Regions from separate parts of the Gossypium hirsutum genome. Here all the other regions are linked to region 3. A link is a contact called in public Hi-C data. All regions are on one chromosome and are shown on one strand. Each heading gives the region's core, a stretch centred on a gene start, on an enhancer-like site or on the middle of the called end of the contact. The rest is flanking DNA. Distances are from core to core; before and after follow the strand shown. Region 1 has its middle 17 kb from the start of LOC107951415. Region 2 holds the start of LOC107951415 (QWRF motif-containing protein 2). Region 3 holds the start of LOC107951033 (E3 ubiquitin-protein ligase APD2).

Region 1 (3,602 bases), core at 524-3,023, 270 kb before region 3:
GCTCAACGCCAAGGCAAAGTGGCAAGCAACTTAACACATATCATTAGTCAATATGTTTTAGACATCAAGTAACACATTCACTAATAGTGAGGAGTTGGTGGGAGGGAAAAAGTCTTCTCAGTGTTATTTTAACCTTAATTCACTTTACATTTGTCCAAGTTTAATTTAAAATATATGATTAAAATTTTGTTTAAACCAAATAAAATATTAAACTTAAACTCATTTTAAACCTGATAATATTTTTTAATTTTTTTTAAAAATATTTATATTAGTATTAATTTAATATTTAATAATTTTATATATTTTCTCATTTATTAAAATTTTATATATAGACATCTTAGCATTTTTTAATATTTACATTATAATATTATATATTATTATAGATTTAATTTTTTATGTGCTATAATACAATCTTAGGAAGTGGGGCAAACTTAGACCTTTAATATTCGAGCCCGAGTTTGGTCATTACTTAAAACGGGTTTAATTTTTTTTGTCTAATTCTATTTTTTGGATATAATATTTTTACTCAAATCTTTTCAAATTTTGGATGAATCTTTAAGCTTAAGTGAGTAATTTGACCCATGAATAGGTTTAGTTAGGAGCAGGTAGTGACTTCATTTTCAAAATTTTCAAATTTTCACTTTTAACTTTCTACAATTAGTATAGGTCAATGTCATAGTTGGCCTCTAAGCTTTTATGTGTAATGTGGTATCTGTACAAATAAAATGCTCAATTTGTTGTCATGTGCAATTTGATATATGAATATTAAATTTATACATGAATTTTGCTTCAATGTGCAATTTGATACATGAACTTTTATTTGATGCAATTATACACATGAAACTTGTATTTTCGTTCTTATGTATACAAGAAACTCTAATTTTGATTTAATCATACACATTTAAAGAAATGAATACATATATTTATTTTTATATTGGATTAATATAATTGCTCTGTATGTAATATCCAATGTAAAATGGTGGTAATTCAACAATGTTGTTAGTGATTTGAAAATTGAATCGAATCAAAATTCATGTATAAAATCACAAAAAGTCAAAATCCATATATAACATTACACATTGAATCAAAATTCATATATAATTATGATATTTATCCCTTTTTATTTTTTTATATAATATAATATGATATGATTTAAGCGATTATAGGAGCTGGATCAATGAAATGATAATCTTGGGCCTTGGCTCAATGAACGTGAATGTTGACGATCTTGGCGAAAGCTACTTTGCAGAGTAAATCCTATAAAATAATATTTCTGACATAAAAAAAAATCTGTTACTTCAAACAAGTTTAATTAATAAATAATTAATTTCAAGTTTTTAAAATCAGTTGATTTTCCGTTCGATTGAGTAAATTTTTTAAAAATTATGAAAAATCTAAAATAAATAAAATTAATTTAAATTTTGATTCAATCAATTTTTAAATTTAATTCAACTCAATATCTTATTTTAAATCATAATTTTTAGTCCAACTAATCTTAATATGAGGTTGGGTTGAATTAAGATAAGTTTAAATAGATGATATATTTACATATAATTAATGTAAAAATAATAATAACGATAAAATTAAATACTATAATAATATTATAACTTAAAGATAAAAAATAAACAAAATACATATCACACCCTATTACAGCGGTTAAAAGGTTTAGTTTTTGATTTGAAACTAAAACCGAGAAGAGCAAGAAACATAATTAAAACAGGGGTCTCAACATCACAAATTTTTACGGTTATGAGACCTCTACCTTTCAAAATCATAACTAAATTAACCCATTCAATCACTGCAGTTTCTGATTGGTGCACCACCCCGGCCCCCACTCTCCCCTCCTAATTAAAAATTGATTGATTGTGATTTTTCACCTATCATTTAATTTAAAAAGGATAAACACAGAAAATGAAAGACACCCATCTTTTTACAAACTTCATCAATGTACCACCCTCAAGATTAAAGAGCCTGGAGGAGAACATGGACATATATATAGCAGCTTATTACATAGAACCAGAGATAAAAGCATGGACATGACAGACGGTTGATATCTACAGATAACTGAGACATACATAACAGAAAAAAAAACACCAAAGGGAAGAAGAGGGGCAATCTCACAAACAAATCCCTCCATTCTCTCCCTATTTTTTTTTCTTTTATTATCACTGGATCGATGATATCCAAACAAAGGTCTAAGATAGGATGATAAACTGAAAACCCTGAGTGGCAACAAGACACACTCTCTGACAGTTATTCAGAAGCTTCGACAAAAAAAAGGAGCTCGCTTTGCCCATTCAAAGCAATTCCACAATGGTCTCTTTCTGCATCTTCCTTTACTTGTTGTTGGGGATCGAATGGTTTCTGCTTCGTTTCTGCTCAGCATTTCCCACATCACTCGCACATCCTCGTATTCGCAAGAGCTTATATCTTTTCGAAGCTTCATATGAGCTGTTTCAACACATGATAATATTGGCTAAGGACAGAGTATGAATTTTAGCCTTTAATTTACATATGTCAATCATCCATTTCCCTCTAAATTATTTCTTGGATTCCCATTTATTTTCCAGAGATTCAAGAAAAAAAGAAAAAAATTTCCCTTTCGTCATTTCCCCCCTGTTAAGCATTCAAGATTAAGAATTCAACAAAACCCATCAGATAAAAATAGCTGTTCCACAATTTATAAATCATATACGAGACAAAGAAATACCGGCCTTCAAAAAGGCTAGCAATTAAAGGTAAGGAAGCCCAAATCCATGTAATTCCCACATGCAAATTCTTGTTCTTTACAATTCAAGTTTATAAAACTCATTTCTTTAAAACTTTAACACCAAAATCTTAATCCAAGTTGTCTGATAACGAAAACATTTAAATTGAAAAAGGAAAACAAAACCGCTCAGACAAGATAAATGCAAAAGCAAAAGAAAAAAAAAACTTTCTTTTAATCTGAACGGAAATTGAACATCAGCAAGTCGGCGGCAAATGAACTGAGACTAACCACTTTTACGAACGCCGAAGCGGGTGGCGACACCGCTCCAAACTCTGCGAATTGGAATAGTCATTCTATCAAACACCTGCATTTTTATACCAACGGAAATTTCCTCTATTTCGTCCGGCTGAGAGGAGAGAGAGAGAGAGAGATACAATTCCTCCCAGAAAATTTAAAGAATAAGAGATTTGATTTCAACTCACCTGCAACACCCCCAAAAAATAAAGATGTAAAATACCAAAGGAGATTGTATATAAAAGAAAAAGGAACGAAATTCAAAAGTGTAATATTAACCTTCTCTTTCGTTCTCTGTCTTTATTCCTTTCTCACTTTTTTTCCTCTCTCCTCTGGAAATGCCTGAGCTCTCCGTCCTGTATTTTAATGGCTTCTTTTAGGGGAATGAAAAAAAAAACAGAGACAAAAGTACGGTGATGACGTCATCGTGTCTTCGTGTCACTTCCTACCCGTTGGGAGTTGGGACCTGTTTTGGATCCAATGCCTCTAACGGAAAATCTGCTAATCGATACTGTTGTGCTTTCCTTTCTCCCACACGTGGGGATTTCCTATTGGTTTCGTCTTTTAATGTATCGTACAGTCACGTGGGTGTATCATG
Region 2 (3,578 bases), core at 856-3,355, 280 kb before region 3:
GCATGCAATCTCTTTGATCCAATTCTATCCGTCGTCACTTATCATAGATTGTACTAAAAATATCCCTTTACACTCTTATGGAAAATTTCTAATTTCACCAATACTGCAGCCTCTCTCCCTAACATGATTAAACTCATTTTAAGCCACAAAACAACTCTCACAGGCTGCTTTCATACTACATAACTTCTACACCATAAAAGCAATTATAACCAAAAACGGCAGGGTGCCAAGTTCGATCAAGCAGAAGTGGCCTAAAGAATTTCAGCTCTACCAAGAACACCACTCTCTGTTTTTATCAGACATAATTCAATTGTTTGTCTGGACTGTTCTTGAGCTCTCTTTTTTTAATTAACAAAACCCTGAAATTCCAGATGGTAAGACAAAACAAACTGCGTGCAGCCAGGCAACATTCTAAAAAAATTAACTTTCTAAAAGTAAAACTTAGCCAAAATCCTCAAAATGGTGTTCGTATGCAACGTTTAATGCTGCGAGCTGTACTGCCAAAATTATAGTAAAAGCGAATTCCTATGAATATTATAATAGTAAAGCATGCAAACTTGATGAAGCATACAAACAGCATACAAACACAACGAGATAAATTCAAAGTCACTTCTTAGAGTCGTACCTCTGCGTTAGACCTTTGGGAAGACAGAGTAGCATCTGCTCTAGCATTAACAAAACGCCACTGCAACCACCGGTTATGAAGTAGCCTCAACAAATTAGCATCCGAAACTTTGTTCTCCCCAATCTTAAAACCATCACCAACAAAGCTCAAAATCGACAGCCTAGTTACCAAATTATCATCCAAACCATTCCTCAGTCTAGGACTCATTCCCCTCGTTGAAGATGACCCAAGCTTACTCGGTGACGCAGGCCGAACTGGCCCATGAATTGGCGGTAACTGTCCTCTGCTATTCAATACACCGTTTGGAGACGAAAAAGGAGTATCAGCTCCGAACTTGTCTGGTACAATTAGCTTAGTGCGCGCTGTATTTTTCTTAGGAACCGGCGAGCCAGGATGGGACCGGCATACCCGATTAGCAGTCTGTTGCCAGGACCGAGCGGAGACCATTATTCCTGGAGGCCCACGCTTAACGTCTACGTTAGCGGAGGAACTTTGTGAAGAACCTGACGTACTACCAGAAGAAACACTTTCAGTATCAGAAGCAGCGAGACCACGTTGAGCCTTAGATTCAACAGGAGTAACGGCTCTTATATCTCTATTATCAGCCATGAAATCTTGCAGTGGCCCAAGTACATTGCCATTAACAGAACCGTTTAATCTCTTCCTCTCATCGGTGCAAGCCATGCTTCTACTAGCCACCGAGTTGGGTAGCCTTAACCTCGCCGGCCACCGCTCCGTCTTTGAAATTTCGGTTTGCTCTGTTCTTCTCGTTTCCAGCGTCGGTTTGCGCCTCTTGGTGGTTTCTTTCTTTGTGGGGCATGGTGATGGAGCTGGTGTAGCTTTGCTAACCTTGTCAGCAGTGTTATTGTTAGCGTTGTCAGTTTTCAAACGCATAGGTTTATTAGACGGCGGGGTCACCGCATGTCTCCTCTCCACCGGTTGAGACCTCTTAATAGCCGATGAAGTCGTGTGTTTTGTGGAAGAATTTGAGTGGGATGAGGAGGTGGACAAACATTTTCGGGAATTTTGAGGGGGCGGAGGGATGGAATTGTGGGGGTCGGAGGGCAACAAGGGAGGCAGTAGCCCAGTTCCTCCCAGGTGTTTGGGGTTTAGGGTAGCAGCAACCATTGGGGGGGCACTCACAAAATTCAATTCCACAGTCTGATCCTTTAATCTCACTCTCTTCCCAACACCTAAACGTATCTAATCATAAACACCTCCAATTTTATATTGAAAAAAACTGTTGGGATTTAACAGATTTTATTCTTTAAACATAAAAACTCAGAATTTTCATAGAGGAGAGAGTGAGAAGGATGTGGGAAAAGATTAGATTAGATTAGATTAGAGAGCATAAGGGTGGTAATGCTAGGAGTGGCCTATGTAGTATACATTTTGTTTGTAGTATGGAATTTAAAGTGAAGGGAATCCATTGCAGTGGCGGGGTTTTATGGGGATGGATGAGTCGCGTGGAGGAGAGGCAACCTCTGTAGGTCTGTTACTAAACTACTTACACGTGGCTGCCACATTTCTTGTTTCTTCACGAGAAATAACTTTATAAATTCTTTTACCATATTATTTATTTATGGTTCCTACCAAAGTAAATATATCAGTTTTGGAAAAAAGATATGTATTTATTTTTATTTGATAAGAATTATGGATGATGTGGTAAGAAGTAGGGATGAAATCAGGGGGTTAGTAGGGAATGTAATAAATCTAGTAAAATAGAATTTTAAATATTTTTCTTAATTTTTTATTTTATAATTACTATTACAAACATGCGTGGAAGATTTAAGTGATTAAAAGCTCTAATGATTACTCATAGTGCATAGGCTTTAATTGAAGGCTGAAATTGCAATTACAATAGCTATTGTCAACAACTTGAGCAACATTTGGAGTGATTGTATTATGATAACGTATTATAAAATAAGAGAGATGGAGAGAACAAAGAACAAAGAAAATATAAAAGGAATAAAAAAAATATACTTTATTGATCAAATGGATGATTACAATACTTCGTCAGAGTCTCTATTTATAATTCTACTAACTAAGTATATTAAAACTTTATATTGATCATGATGGGCATCCACTTAATAAGATATTCATAACAAAATAAAAATTTATAAAAATCATTAAAATTTATGATAATTATTAGATATTAATTAAAAACCATAAAAGTTTATAAAATTTAGAAAAAAATTAATTTATTAAAATTGTTAGAAATTAATTAAAAACCATATAAATTATTTATTAAATGTTTTTAAAATTATTTTTCTCATTTTTACTAAATTATTTAACTAATATAATTTATTTTTAAGTATATCAAACATTGGAATTCTTTTTTTTTCTTATGCATACTTGAAAGTTCTTCTAAAATGTTATGCCTTCTTAATAATCAATGGCTTTTTTTAATTAATGGTAAGTTGCTATATTTTTATAAAAATGAGAAAAATAATTTTTATAAAATATTTATATTTTTAAATATAGCTTTTAATTAATTTTTAAAAAAATTCTAAATTAAATTTCTAATTTTTAACCATTTTTAATATTTTTTAAAAAAAATTATAAAAACTTTATGGTTTTAATTAGCTTCTAGTAATTATTATAAATTTTAATGATTGTTTTATAAATTTTTATCTTTTTTATAATTCCACGCTTGGACTACCATTTGCTCAAATATATTGTGTACTACAAAATTATGGACTCCACGGAGCGCAAAGGGAGAGATGACGATGAAATAATGAGTCGGTGGTTAAAGAAAGTTTGTATAAAGGAAACAGAGGAAAACCTAGATATTGTGATGGACATAACACTGATTTTTGAAAAGGTCCTATCATGGAGAGACAGGTTGGTGGGAATCGGGCAGATGGAGTAGGAGATTTTGAGATATCGGAAAATGATATTGAATGTTCATTGGTCAATGGCATCCCCTCTATTAAATTTTCTGATCAAGTAA
Region 3 (3,310 bases), core at 468-2,967:
TTTCGCATCATATAAATCCTCCGACGAGCTACTTGAAGATCCGGTTTCGGCATCATCATTGTCGTCCTCTGCCGTTGTTCCGTAGGTCAACCGAACTGACTTCTCCGGTAAAATAGGGTCAGTCTCCGTCCTCCACGATATTTCCCTGAACGTTGTATTACTATTAATTATCTCATCATTGCATGCTCCTAGGTATTTCAGCACCAATAAAATGATAATGATGAAGAAACCTACAGATAACCAAAACAAAAAAAAAAAGCATCAAACCATCATAGCAATAAAAACTTAATTCTCTGGTCTGCACTTGAACATTTCCGCATGTATATATGGTACCTAAAATTGCAATGTAAGTAATAACTCGAGCAACAAAAGACAGCTCAACGTACCGTCCGGCAATATCACCCTGAAAAAGTTAAATTTTGTTGACTAATTTCAGGAGGAATTCATTAGTAATATGAAAAGAAGTTAAACTTGAATTACAAAAGGGTTGAGACCTTACATTATCAGGAGTTGAAACTATAACATACTGAGTGTGGGGAAACTGAAGTTGGAGCCGGCATGATCCATTTAGTGTTGAACACATATCGCTAGCTTTTGTTACATCATAAACTTTGGATGTAACATTTAAACTAAATGTAATAATTATGCTTCTAGGGTTCCAGTTAATTAGACCTACAGAGTACTTGTCATCTTCCTCAATGTTGTACTCTGCTTCTTTACCCGTTACTGGTTCATTCAGGAAAAGGGCACCAAATGGCACTGTTCGTTCGGGCAGCAACGTTTCTGGTTTTTTTTCTCCTGCAGAAACACAGATTAATTGTGTGAGAGTCCCAATCCACATCCCAGAGGGACTAAACTAGATTTGGCAATCTGGGTATTCATGTTGGTGTAAAGTATAAACTAAACAGAGGAGCTAAGATGACTACCTTTTATGATAATGAGTTCAATTTTGTCTAATCTACTGGGTTGAGTTGCCCATCTTATGTGGATCCTAGAACCCTTGTTTAACCACAAAGAGTATCCCTGAAATTGAACCATAGGTGGAGTGGTAAAGTATTTGTGTTTAAATTTAAACAAATAAATAAAAATTAGATTATTAGATGTAATACCTTGCGATCATATGCTCCAACAATCAAATAATTTGAAAAGTTCCAATTTACTTCGTTGCTTAACTCTGGTTTCTCTGGAAACACATAAACAAGAGCCCCTTTCCAATTTTCATCTCTTACTTGAACCTGTTGTACAAAAACAGAACTGGCCTTCATCAACCGAGAAGAGCTTGGTCCAAGCACCATACTGCAATTCCCATAGTAGCCATATCGGAGGATTACCGACACTGCAAAATCAGAAAAGCCAAACCAAAAATACTTTTAGCTTAAGATTGAAGAATGAATGAAACAGAAAACATAGTGAACGAATTACATGCCACATATCCATAAAGTCAGAGCAGGTAGCACTCGTGTCCAAGTGTCTTTCCACTGAGGAAGTTGAGCATGGTTGGAAGCTGGTACGAACCCTGGCCTGAACATGGTTGTTACTATTTGGAAGCAAAAAGAAGCAATGGATGAGAGGCTAAATGTAAATGAGACATAAGAGAAAGACTAGTAGGTTTCTGGGGGAATATTATTACCGTCACAACTAACCGTTTCCTTTGTGATTGGCGGGGAATTGAATGGCAAGTTTGTTTGAACATTAGGTGTCAGTTATATTGGGTGCCTTTATTAACCAGTCAAGGCAAGGCCTGCTCTTTTATAACTCGGTTGTTCACACACCCCTTGCCGAGAGGGCCCTTGGCAATGCCAACCTCGGAGTGGACCCACTAGAAACGTGGAAGGCATTTCTTTTAATTCTTTGGCCCTTTAACTCTATTGCATTTCGTTGAATCAAATAGCAATAGCATCATGCAAGTCGATTAGATAATCTAAGCCCAAAACGCAATTTCTCGTCCTAAGCCACTAATGGCACTAGCTAGCTTATTTCTCGTCCTTAGGCCTCCGCCCATTCCGCATCACGCATTCCATCCATCCCCCAAGCAAATAAAGCATTGAGTTTAGCAATTTTCTTTAATTCAGAAAGCACTTCACCTAATTGAAACCTAAAAGCGTGTTAAGTGCAAGAGCTTTGTGTAAATAATAATACAACTCTTAATTATTGAATATAAAAAAAATAATCATTAAACCCCCACTTACTTGGGGGGCTCTCTAATTATTATTTTTTAATTAAATTTTACATAATATAAATTTTAGTAAACATACTTATCTATTTAAAAGTTTTGTTTATAAAATATTATAATATTAATATATGTTATTAATTACAAAATTTAAGATAATTATTTTATATTAAATACAAATTAATCTAAACTGATATAGAAATTAAATATGAACTAAATCGACTACTAAGAGGTGTTTGGTAAATAGAGTTTTGAGCCTTTTTTAGCTGATTTGAGTACAAATAGAGGATTGAGTAATCAAACCCTCTAATTGTAGTGTTTGATAAATGAATGTTTGTAGGAGCTTGTTGAGCTAAAACCTCCAAAACAAAATACACTGGGATGGACAACTTTTTTCATAGCTAATTGAAAATGAGATATGTGGAATGACATATTTGACAATGCTTGCTCAAAAATTACTCCATTTGCCACATGCTTTCAAACATAGTAGGGGTGCTAAGATATCAGTAACCTCCATTCTCTCATTTTCACTTTTACCTCCAAAATCCAAAGTAAATCTAAAAAAATAAAAACTCCACTGTAAATCTATAAAAATCAACTATGGAGATTCATTTGCAAGATGATTTCATCCATTAAGGTTAGTTCTTTCTATGCTTTTAAATTGCTGTACTTTTTAAGGGGCCTTTATTTGTCGAAATTTTTTGCCTCTATAAATTGATTTTTTTTCCTCATTGTTAGTCGTTTTTTCCATGTATTTCATCTTTTTTTTGTCCATGTAATTTTAATTTTTGGTCCCTATAATTTTAATTTTTTATTCCAATAATTTCACCTAATAAAGACTAAAATATTATAAACAAATAAATACTTAACAATAAAATGTGTCATGCTATTATTTGTCATTTTACATATATCAGCTATCAGCTAAGTTATACCAAACACTTTTAAATAAACAGTTAATAGAATCAGTTAGTCAAATCAGTTAATAGAATCAATTGGTCAAACCATCCACTGCAATCAGCTATCAACCAATTGCCAAACAAGGCCTTATAAGAAAATATAAAATTCAATTCATTTTGTACATCATTTAAAAGCAAAATAAAAATTTCTTCAAAAAAATAGAACATTTTTTCTCCCAAACAA

Evidence for each region. A called contact is a pair of places that touch in the nucleus more often than the background predicts.
Region 1: a Hi-C map of leaf shows a contact between it and region 3, with 2.0 times the contacts expected there. The contact joins the enhancer-like site here to the promoter of LOC107951033 in region 3. A contact is called at or near these places in 8 of 34 Hi-C or Micro-C datasets (callus, hypocotyl and leaf).
Region 2: a Hi-C map of leaf shows a contact between it and region 3, with 2.9 times the contacts expected there. The contact joins the promoter of LOC107951415 here to the promoter of LOC107951033 in region 3. A contact is called at or near these places in 11 of 34 Hi-C or Micro-C datasets (anther, callus, fibers and 2 more).

What each region holds. Positions count from the first base shown.
Region 1 is chrA02:21,053,663-21,057,264 of Gossypium_hirsutum_v2.1, forward strand. No RefSeq gene overlaps it. Among protein-coding and RNA genes, the nearest start is that of LOC107951415, 17 kb to the left of the region's middle. Within about 2 kb of position 1,774, at least 8 of the 9 cell types and tissues checked have an H3K27ac peak or open chromatin away from gene starts, as enhancers often do. A contact at or near this core is called in hypocotyl and leaf, where this site is marked.
Region 2 is chrA02:21,036,655-21,040,232 of Gossypium_hirsutum_v2.1, forward strand. It overlaps LOC107951415 (QWRF motif-containing protein 2), which reads right to left and starts at 2,106. Exons shown (of 6, transcript XM_016886466.2): 1 at 626-2,106. The coding sequence starts at 1,753.
Region 3 is chrA02:21,319,875-21,323,184 of Gossypium_hirsutum_v2.1, forward strand. LOC107951033 (E3 ubiquitin-protein ligase APD2) reads right to left here and starts at 1,718. Exons shown (of 8, transcript XM_016885923.2): 1 at 1,631-1,718; 2 at 1,427-1,537; 3 at 1,110-1,336; 4 at 927-1,023; 5 at 500-798; 6 at 334-403; 7 at 1-230. The coding sequence starts at 1,529.